2 separate regions of the Mus musculus genome follow, and region 1 is linked to region 2. A link is a contact called in public HiChIP or PLAC-seq data. All regions are on one chromosome and are shown on one strand. Each heading gives the region's core, a stretch centred on a gene start, on an enhancer-like site or on the middle of the called end of the contact. The rest is flanking DNA. Distances are from core to core; before and after follow the strand shown.

What was found. HiChIP or PLAC-seq counts read pairs in DNA pulled down with a chosen protein or histone mark.
Region 1: a contact with region 2 is called in an H3K27ac HiChIP or PLAC-seq map of heart atrium, with 7 read pairs. The contact joins two enhancer-like sites. A contact is called at or near these places in 1 of 15 datasets of contacts at CTCF or cohesin (the NIH/3T3 cell line), 1 of 484 Hi-C or Micro-C datasets (embryonic stem cells) and 2 of 115 datasets of contacts at active chromatin or transcription factors (embryonic stem cells and heart atrium).

What each region holds. Positions count from the first base shown.
Region 1 is chr15:11,876,286-11,880,396 of GRCm38.p6, forward strand. The region is part of intron 3 of Npr3 (natriuretic peptide receptor 3); the gene reads right to left. Among named protein-coding and RNA genes, the nearest start is that of Npr3, 27 kb to the right of the region's middle. Within about 2 kb of position 2,331, at least 9 of the 459 cell types and tissues checked have an H3K27ac peak or open chromatin away from gene starts, as enhancers often do. A contact at or near this core is called in heart atrium, where this site is marked.
Region 2 is chr15:11,743,349-11,747,450 of GRCm38.p6, forward strand. No RefSeq gene overlaps it. Among named protein-coding and RNA genes, the nearest start is that of Gm34501, 16 kb to the left of the region's middle. Within about 2 kb of position 1,848, at least 31 of the 459 cell types and tissues checked have an H3K27ac peak or open chromatin away from gene starts, as enhancers often do. A contact at or near this core is called in heart atrium, where this site is marked.

The sequences.
Region 1 (4,111 bases), core at 1,081-3,580, 130 kb after region 2:
ATGACATCAAGATTTTTAAATACACATACCAAGTCCAGCACAGTGGCTCATATCTGTAATCTCAGCACTTGGGAAACTAAGACATTAAACTTGCCACAGTTCCACAGTCTGCACTACATATAGAATTCCAACCTACCCAGGGCTACAGTGCAAGACCTTATCCCCCCCAAAATATTTTTTAAAAAGGGGAGGGGAATAAGCGAACACACATCAGGACATTAAACTACAATTTTATACCCAGCTAAACTGTCAACTTAATGTTGACATTATTATTAGTAGTATAATACAAAATGTTGTATAATATACAAAGTATTAAAACCTTTTTCTCATTGATGCTCTTTTCCTTCAAAACAAGAATTTTAAGAATCAAAAGGGAGAAGTGATATCCAAGAAAAGGATCATGCAATACAAGAAAGAACTAAAAGACAGTTCCAAACTGATGTTAAAATAAGAAATTACTCCAAACTGGAGCAGAAAGATAAGGTTAAAAACATTAATGTCATTACATAAAACCCTTTATTGAGGGACTAAAATAAAATAGTAAGAACTATGTGAAATCAAATAAGATAACAGTCATTAAACTCCAGAGAAGGTACAGGAGAAACAACATGTGCTCATAAAACAACATATGATTATGCTGTAAATGTTTACAAAAGCATAATAGTAAAAAAAATCTCTGAATATAATTCTTTTAGCTTTTCTTCAAGCTTTATTTTATGAAAACATTTTTAACAAGAAAAGAAAATATTAAGCAGAGAAAGGAATGTGTCAAATAATTTCATCTTTTTCCATTTCAGGAATTAAGATATAGTATCAAAATTTTACTATCAAGGATAACAACATAAATAATCAATTTGAAAAGCATATAGACAATATCAGGAAAAACATTAACAATAATCAACTCTGTGTAGTCATAAGCACAGAAGGGAGGAGACAGGGAGCAATTTATGTCCATCTGTAATCCTTATGGTACTGTAAATGTACTGCTTAATTGAATGTGTTACTTTTTTTCATTCATTGTATCATGCCCTTTCAATCTGGAAATCTATGATTTTTTATTTAAACATCAGGAAAAGAAGGTGAAGTTCACCCAAGGGGAAAACCAACTGTTAAAGTTCCAGCTGGTGAATAGGTCTCAAAGTGCCAAATACAATAGGAAGAATGGATCGAAGCCAGGAGTGGGATTTACAGGAAGGAGAACCCAGGGATGCTGCCAGAGCCAAAAAAAGTGTCTTCAACTTTGGCTCACCCAGTCCTAAGAAATAGTCGTGAGAACAGCAGGTCTTGGAAAGTCAGCTGACTCACTAGTGCAGAATGAATGAATGTGTGAGAAGTGAGCAGGTCAGTGAGTGTCTATCTCATCTCAGAAGTAAAACTAATGGGTTCTCTAATATAAGACTAGATAGTACTTTAGCTTTTTCTTCATTTTTCTTCTGGGGTAATTATTTTTTTCAGTGTAATCATGTACAAATATTGTTCTTATGCATGAAAATAAGCATGGCTTGGGACAATAATTGAATGGTATACTGTCCAGCTGCAGCCATGATCTAGCCCAGTGGTTCTCATCTCTTTTCTATGTGGATCACATAGGTGAAACACTGACTCCTGTCTCCAAATATGAATGCCGTGCACTTGCACGGTTAACACACAGTGAGGCAAGAAACCTTCATCCCCTTAAAGCTTCTATGGAAACCTGACAGCCTGTGAAAGGGCCCTCTTCTCTACCATTCTGCGGGAGACAAGTACCATCCACACATTATGGTGCTAAAGGTACACGACATTTTCTGTGAACTGACATGGAAACACAACTCTTTTGGGACCTCAGAGCCCAAGGTTGTGGGTATTTTCCTCTTGCTCATGAGATTTTAGAGGATCAGGATGCCATCTGGGAGCACACATTTTCCAGGATCAGGTTCACAGTTATGCTCCCTAGAGAACTCAATAAACAGTATCTGATGATCAAGAAAATGATGGCTTACATGTGGGCAAATGGTGACTGCAGCTGAAAAGGACAGTGAATCTTTGCACATTTTATCAAGTATGTGAGAGAGTAAAGGGAAACTGATATGTTAAAAAAATAAAAGTGTGTACTTTGGCCTGGTGAGTACAGAGGAAAAAAGGAAATACTTCAGCCTGCCAGGCTCACACAGAGGGCCTGATACACTTAATCTTTGGGTCATAAGTTTGCCTCCTTATTGGGCACATTGTTGTTAAGAGGATCAGACTGATGTAGTGGAAAAAGAAAGTCACTGGCCCAGGAGTCAAGGGATGCAACTAATCTCAGCTTGGCCACCATACAGCGCATTCTAAAACCAAATACCAGCACTCTGGTCTTGGAACCACTCCTAGGGCAGAGTGCTAGGCAGCTCCATTAAAATGCCCTTGAGTGAAAGCCACTGCACATGTAGGTGACCCAGTACAAACCAATTGGTGGAGGCCAGGCAGACACTTGGCAAAACCTTTTCTGAGCCAGGCCTCGAGCCCCAGGGGCCTCTCCAATGTAACATTTGTTCTCAATTTGCATTTACCAGTGACCCCAAGTGGTTTTTCAGAACCCCTGTTTTGAACTCTTTTACTACCCTGACACCATCTCCATTTGTGAAGCTGAATTTTTTTTTGTTCCTAAGGAGGTCCCATACACAGAACTTATTGCTGATGAGCATTGCTGACAAAGACATACACTGGAAAGGGTTTTTGGCTGTTTGGAGGAGAAGAGGTCAAGGTTGGTGTCTTCCCATCACAGCAATTTAAATAAATAAATAAATAAATAAATAAATAAATAAATAAATAAATAAATGTAAGAACAATACAGATTGAGTATCCTCGAAACTTTAAGTGCTGGCATGACATCACAAATAGAAACCTCCTCATATCTTGTGGTGGCTTGCAGTCAAAAGGCAGGGGCAGTTAAGACAGTGTACAAAATTATATCTTCAATCCACATGTCTAAGGTGTCTAGGAATCGGTATATTTTGCAGTTAGACTTGGATTCTACATCCCAAATAATGTGTGTATGAATATTTATCAAAATTGAAAACAAATCTGAAACCCCAAATACTTATGATCCTAAGCATTTCAGGCAAGGGATACTCTTTAAAAAGAAAGCATTTAACTGGGGGCTTGCTTACAGTTTCAGAGATTTAGTCTGTTATTACCATGGCAGAGAGCATGCATTACCCTGGAGCCAGTAGCTTAGAGCTACATTCTGATGTGTAGACAGACAGAGAGAGAGAGAGAGAGAGAGAGAGAGAGAGAGAGAGAGAGAAAGCCTGACATGGGCTTTTGAAACTTCAAGTCGAACCCCCAGTGACACACTTCCTCCAAAGAGGTTCCACCTACTCTGATAAAGCCACAGCTCCTAATCCTTCTAATCCTTTCAAATAGTACCACTCTCCAGTAACCAACCATTCAAAGCAATAAGCATTCAAATATATATGGGGCCCGTTCTTCTCAAACCACCACACACAGCAATGGGGAAACAAACTAATATATAACCTTGTAACAGAATAAAGAATCTGGTTATCACAATAAGCATAGAGCCAAGTATGGCGGGCAACACCTATAATCTCAGCACATGAGAGTTTGAGGCAGGAACATTGGGAATTCAAAGACATTTTTCACTATATAGTGAGCTCAAAGCTAGCTTGAGTTACATGAGATCCTGTCTCAAAAAGTGAAAAGAAAAAAAAAAAACATATCAAAGCATTGGATGGAATTCAAACATGGAAATCTACACAGGCGATAAAGCACAGAGCTTACCACACACACGAGCATAAGGAAGGAAGAATCTTGAGTGTGCTGAGTGAACTATATCAGTGCTAATAACCTGGCTGCACATAATAATAATGATAACAACAACAATAATAATAATAATAACAACCTTATCTTACACATAATTTTCCCAGGTGCTACCAGGAGGGGAACTGTACATTCTCTGTATAGCATAGCATCTTACATTCAATTTCTCACCTTTTCCCTTTATTTTTGTGAATTTCACCCATATAGACAATGAAAAATTATCCTATCTACCTCCCACCTTCCTCCAGTCTTCTTATATCCTCTGAACATGCCCATTCCCAACTTCATGTCTTCTGGGTTTTTTGTTTGGTTG
Region 2 (4,102 bases), core at 598-3,097:
AGGGAGGGAAGGAGGGAGGGAGGAAGGGAGGGAGGGAGGGAGGGAGGGAGGGAGGGAGGGAGGGAGGGAGAGGCCTGAAATGAAAGAGGCTGGGAGGGGAATGAGGAGAGGAGGGACAGAGAGGAAAGAGGGTAAAAGAGAAAGAGCAAGAGAGTAAGAGAGTGAGGAGGGGGCGAGCAGCCTCTTTTATAGTGAGTCAGGCACACCTGGCTGTTGCCAGGTAACTATGGGATGGAGCCTAGATGAAATGCCAATGCTACTTGTACCCAACTTCTGCAATGGCTGAACATCCTTCCGTATTAGTTTGCAAAGATGGGTTGATGATCAGAATATTAACAACCAGCTGGCCTCTTTCCTGAGCAAAAAGAATATGCTGGATAATAAAAGTACATGCCGAGCAAAAGCAGCAGCAGGGAGGGGCTTTGTAGTGATGCGGAAGACATCGGATCATATTGACATCCTTATCCTATCCCTACCTTCAAGCATTTAAATAAAATGGATGGACAAAAATAAAGATATCAGAGGTGGGGGGAGCCAGCTGAATTTCAACGGACTCTTTACTGTCCCTTTAGAATGGGTTATCATTATCAACGCTTTAAGAAGCATGTATGTAGATTTTTCTCATTGATTTCTTGCTTCATTGCTTTGTATCAGGGAGCATGCTGTCTATGTCTTCTCTGCTCTGGAATTAGTTAGTCAAGCATTATTCTGACCCAGCATGTATGTGATTGAACTTTCCCAACACTCCATGTGTGATTTTTGTTGACATCATTGTCACTTGCTTAGATTATTTTTCAGTCTCATAAGATTATTCAACTTTATGCGTATTTAACAGATCTTTTTTAAAAAGCACATGAAGGCCGACACCTTTATAGCTTGAATTGAAACTGAAACTTGCCACTCATTTTCTTTTCTTTTTAAAAAAATCGACAGGAAAAAAAAGTTCTTAGTGGGAAAGGTCATGGATTAAACTGGACTGGTAAATATTTTGACGATGGTCAACAAAAGACTTGGGTTTGAGACCTTAAACTAGGTAACAAACAAAAGGAAAACATATTTCACAAGAAGCATGTCTTTAAATTGCTGGCCACTGCACTACACCCTGTGGGCAGACAGCAAATACAGTCATTCCTCCTTTAATGAGATCACAGGGCCTGGGACTAACGCCAACATTGTAGACTAATGATGATTTTTAAGGTATTGGGTTATATACATGCTATGGTTTCTGCAGAAACCATTTAATATATGTTATCTAGCTTCCTCAATAATTACCTTTATATACTTATAAGCATTTTAAATCTTGCCTTGGGTATTTAATATTGGCTCTGTGAATCTGTTGAGTTTACACTTGTTTATGGCTGAGTCTGTGCCCTTTCCTTCTTCACTAACTCCTAAGTTGTTTTCACTCACTTCAGGTGGATAAAATAGCAGAGGGGATTGGCTGATATTTTGGTTCAGGAACATTTATTTGTGGGTGCTAATTTACCATCCCTAAGGTCACTAATAAAAGAAATAGAGAATTGTCAATAGTTTAATGCTTTTAACTGGAAGGTGTCCTGCTCTGTGTGTCCAACTGTAACATCTGGAGTCCTTCAAGACTGTGAAACACATTTGCTGATGTGGCTTTTCTTTTCAGACTACCCCGTGAATAGATAGTGTTGTTATACAATGTGTAGAGCATCCTGGGAGAATTACAGCTTAGATTTCTGAAGTTACACAATTATCTCTCGGGGCATTTGAAAGCGGCTGTGGTATTTCAGAAGAAAATGTCTTTTATCTCTAGGAAGGGCCTCCTTTAGTACTGGGAGAAATTCCTGTCAAGCAGATGGAAGGCAGAACTGTATAAACAGTTCTTTGGAAAGCCTGTTAGATTGGAAGAGGCCCTGGCACGTAAGGAGAGTCCATTAACAAGACCGTGAGTTTGAAAATGTGAACAGCTTCTTATATGTACATCCCCATGTTGAAAAGCAGTGTTATTCCTGAAACACTCTCTGCACCGTCTCAGAAACACATGGTTAGTGGACAGGAAGAACACAAAACAGGCTGTTTTTCACATTGTCCTAAAGAGACTGGGATGTGAGCTCTCAGGCTATCAAAAAAGGGGCTTCAAAACCCTCGTCAGGCTTCAATAACACGGTTATACCATGTGAGTCATCAGAGTTGGGGAATGAAAACGTCTGGAAGCAGTTGTGACTAAACCGTGAGGCTGATGCAGATGGATGTCTAGGTGTATTGCTCTATACAGGTCCTACAGGAGGCTTAGACTGTGCATACACAGTCATAAGATATTTCATTTGCAAAAGTACGATGCTTCCATATTCTCGTCCCTGTAGATGGCCTTCAAATTATATAAACTTCCTTCTCTGCAGAAACCAAATCTGTCCTGGTTCCAAGAACAATCACGTTGTGCTTTTGTTCCCTCCAAGCCTTTGCTACAGCTCTGCTCCACGTTGCAGCCGAGTCTTTGCTGCTCCCTTACAGATGGAAAGGGACCAAGTCCACACTTGAAATGGCAAGTGTGCAATGCCCTGATAACTACTTGGAGTAGCTGGTGTGGGGATGCAATAGCTGACCAGTGTAACAGTGCAAACAGTGGAACAGAAAGCTTGGGTGGCCACACGTATAGAAAGGGAGATGTGGATCAATGTGGAAGGATATGCCCACCTTGGAAGAAGAGTTTTATCAAAGCAATGTGTGCGGGGACAGTTGAAGTTAGAGCCATTCTCAGATTACAGAAACTGAAGGTAACAGAGACCAAACTGATATATTGTGTAAGAGCATAAAACCAGCTAGGGGAGTTTACAGGAAGGCAGCTTAAGGCTCCCTGATGTTGCAACCTTCATCCTGAGAGTGTTCCCAAAGAGCCAGAAGTTCCCGTTAAGGAAAACTCAGCAAACACAAGGAAAAGGCGACTTTAATTCATGTTTGTTGAATTAAGGACCCTCTTCTATGAGTGGCTGATGGCTGTCCAGAGATATTGTTTAAGCAAGAAATATCACACTTGATCTTAGCCAAAAGGCAGAGAAGTGATGAGCAAGAAATATCAAAGGAGGTTTGGAAGTCAGCACTTTATGGCTCTCTATCCCCATATGATCCATTCATAGGAAATGCAAATCAGGACAAATCAACATGTGGTGACAGAAGTCAGAAAACTATTGAGGAAGGGCTGGGGATATGATGAGAACGAATCACAGGAGAACCTCTTAGGTTCAAAGTCTTTTGTCATTAACACACTTCATCAAACCAACACCTGAGAACCATATCGCACTATATATTAAATAATACTGAACAAAAAATACAGCAAATAAGAGTCACCAAAATGTCCACATGAATAAATCTTAAATATAAACAGTGACTCTGTGGAGACATGCAGATTGTCAAGTTGATTCAAGGAGGTAAGACTGTTTGTCTTCCTTCTGTCTCTCACTATCAGTGAGAAAGAGTGCTGTTGGCAGACATGGGAATAGTATCAGGCAAACAACAATATTGTTACTAGAAAACTGGCTATTGTTTCAGCAAAATCCATCCCTGGTCACAAAGTCCCATTGCCTTTCCCTGGATCCCCTGAGATCCCCAGCTATCTGTGAAAGCTTGTTTTCACTCTATTGTGGCCCTGTGACTTCAGGAACTGTGTGTTCCAGTTCTCAGTGTTCTGCCTCAACATAGCCAATTCTGAGAAAATGAAGTGTGGAAATGTTTCTCTCATGTATTCTTAAAACTTTTATAATAGCAACTTTACGGGCTTATTTTTTAAATAGATAGATAGATAGATAGATAGATAGATAGATAGATAGATAGATAGATAAATGGAGGGCACACTCCTGTGGATAATCCAACACCTGTGTGCATGTGTGCAGCACTAACTTGCCTTGGTTAGGTGCATGTATGTGTGTGTGTGTGTGTGTGTGTGTGTGTGTGCACACGCGTGCATACATGCACATGTGTGTGTATATGTGTGTGTGTGTATATATAAATATGCATGTGTATATATACATGTGTATGTATATATACATATGTATGTATATATGTACATGTACTTATGTATATGCTATGAAGTTAGGAGAGGAAGAAGAGGTGGATAAGATAAAAATACATTGTATAC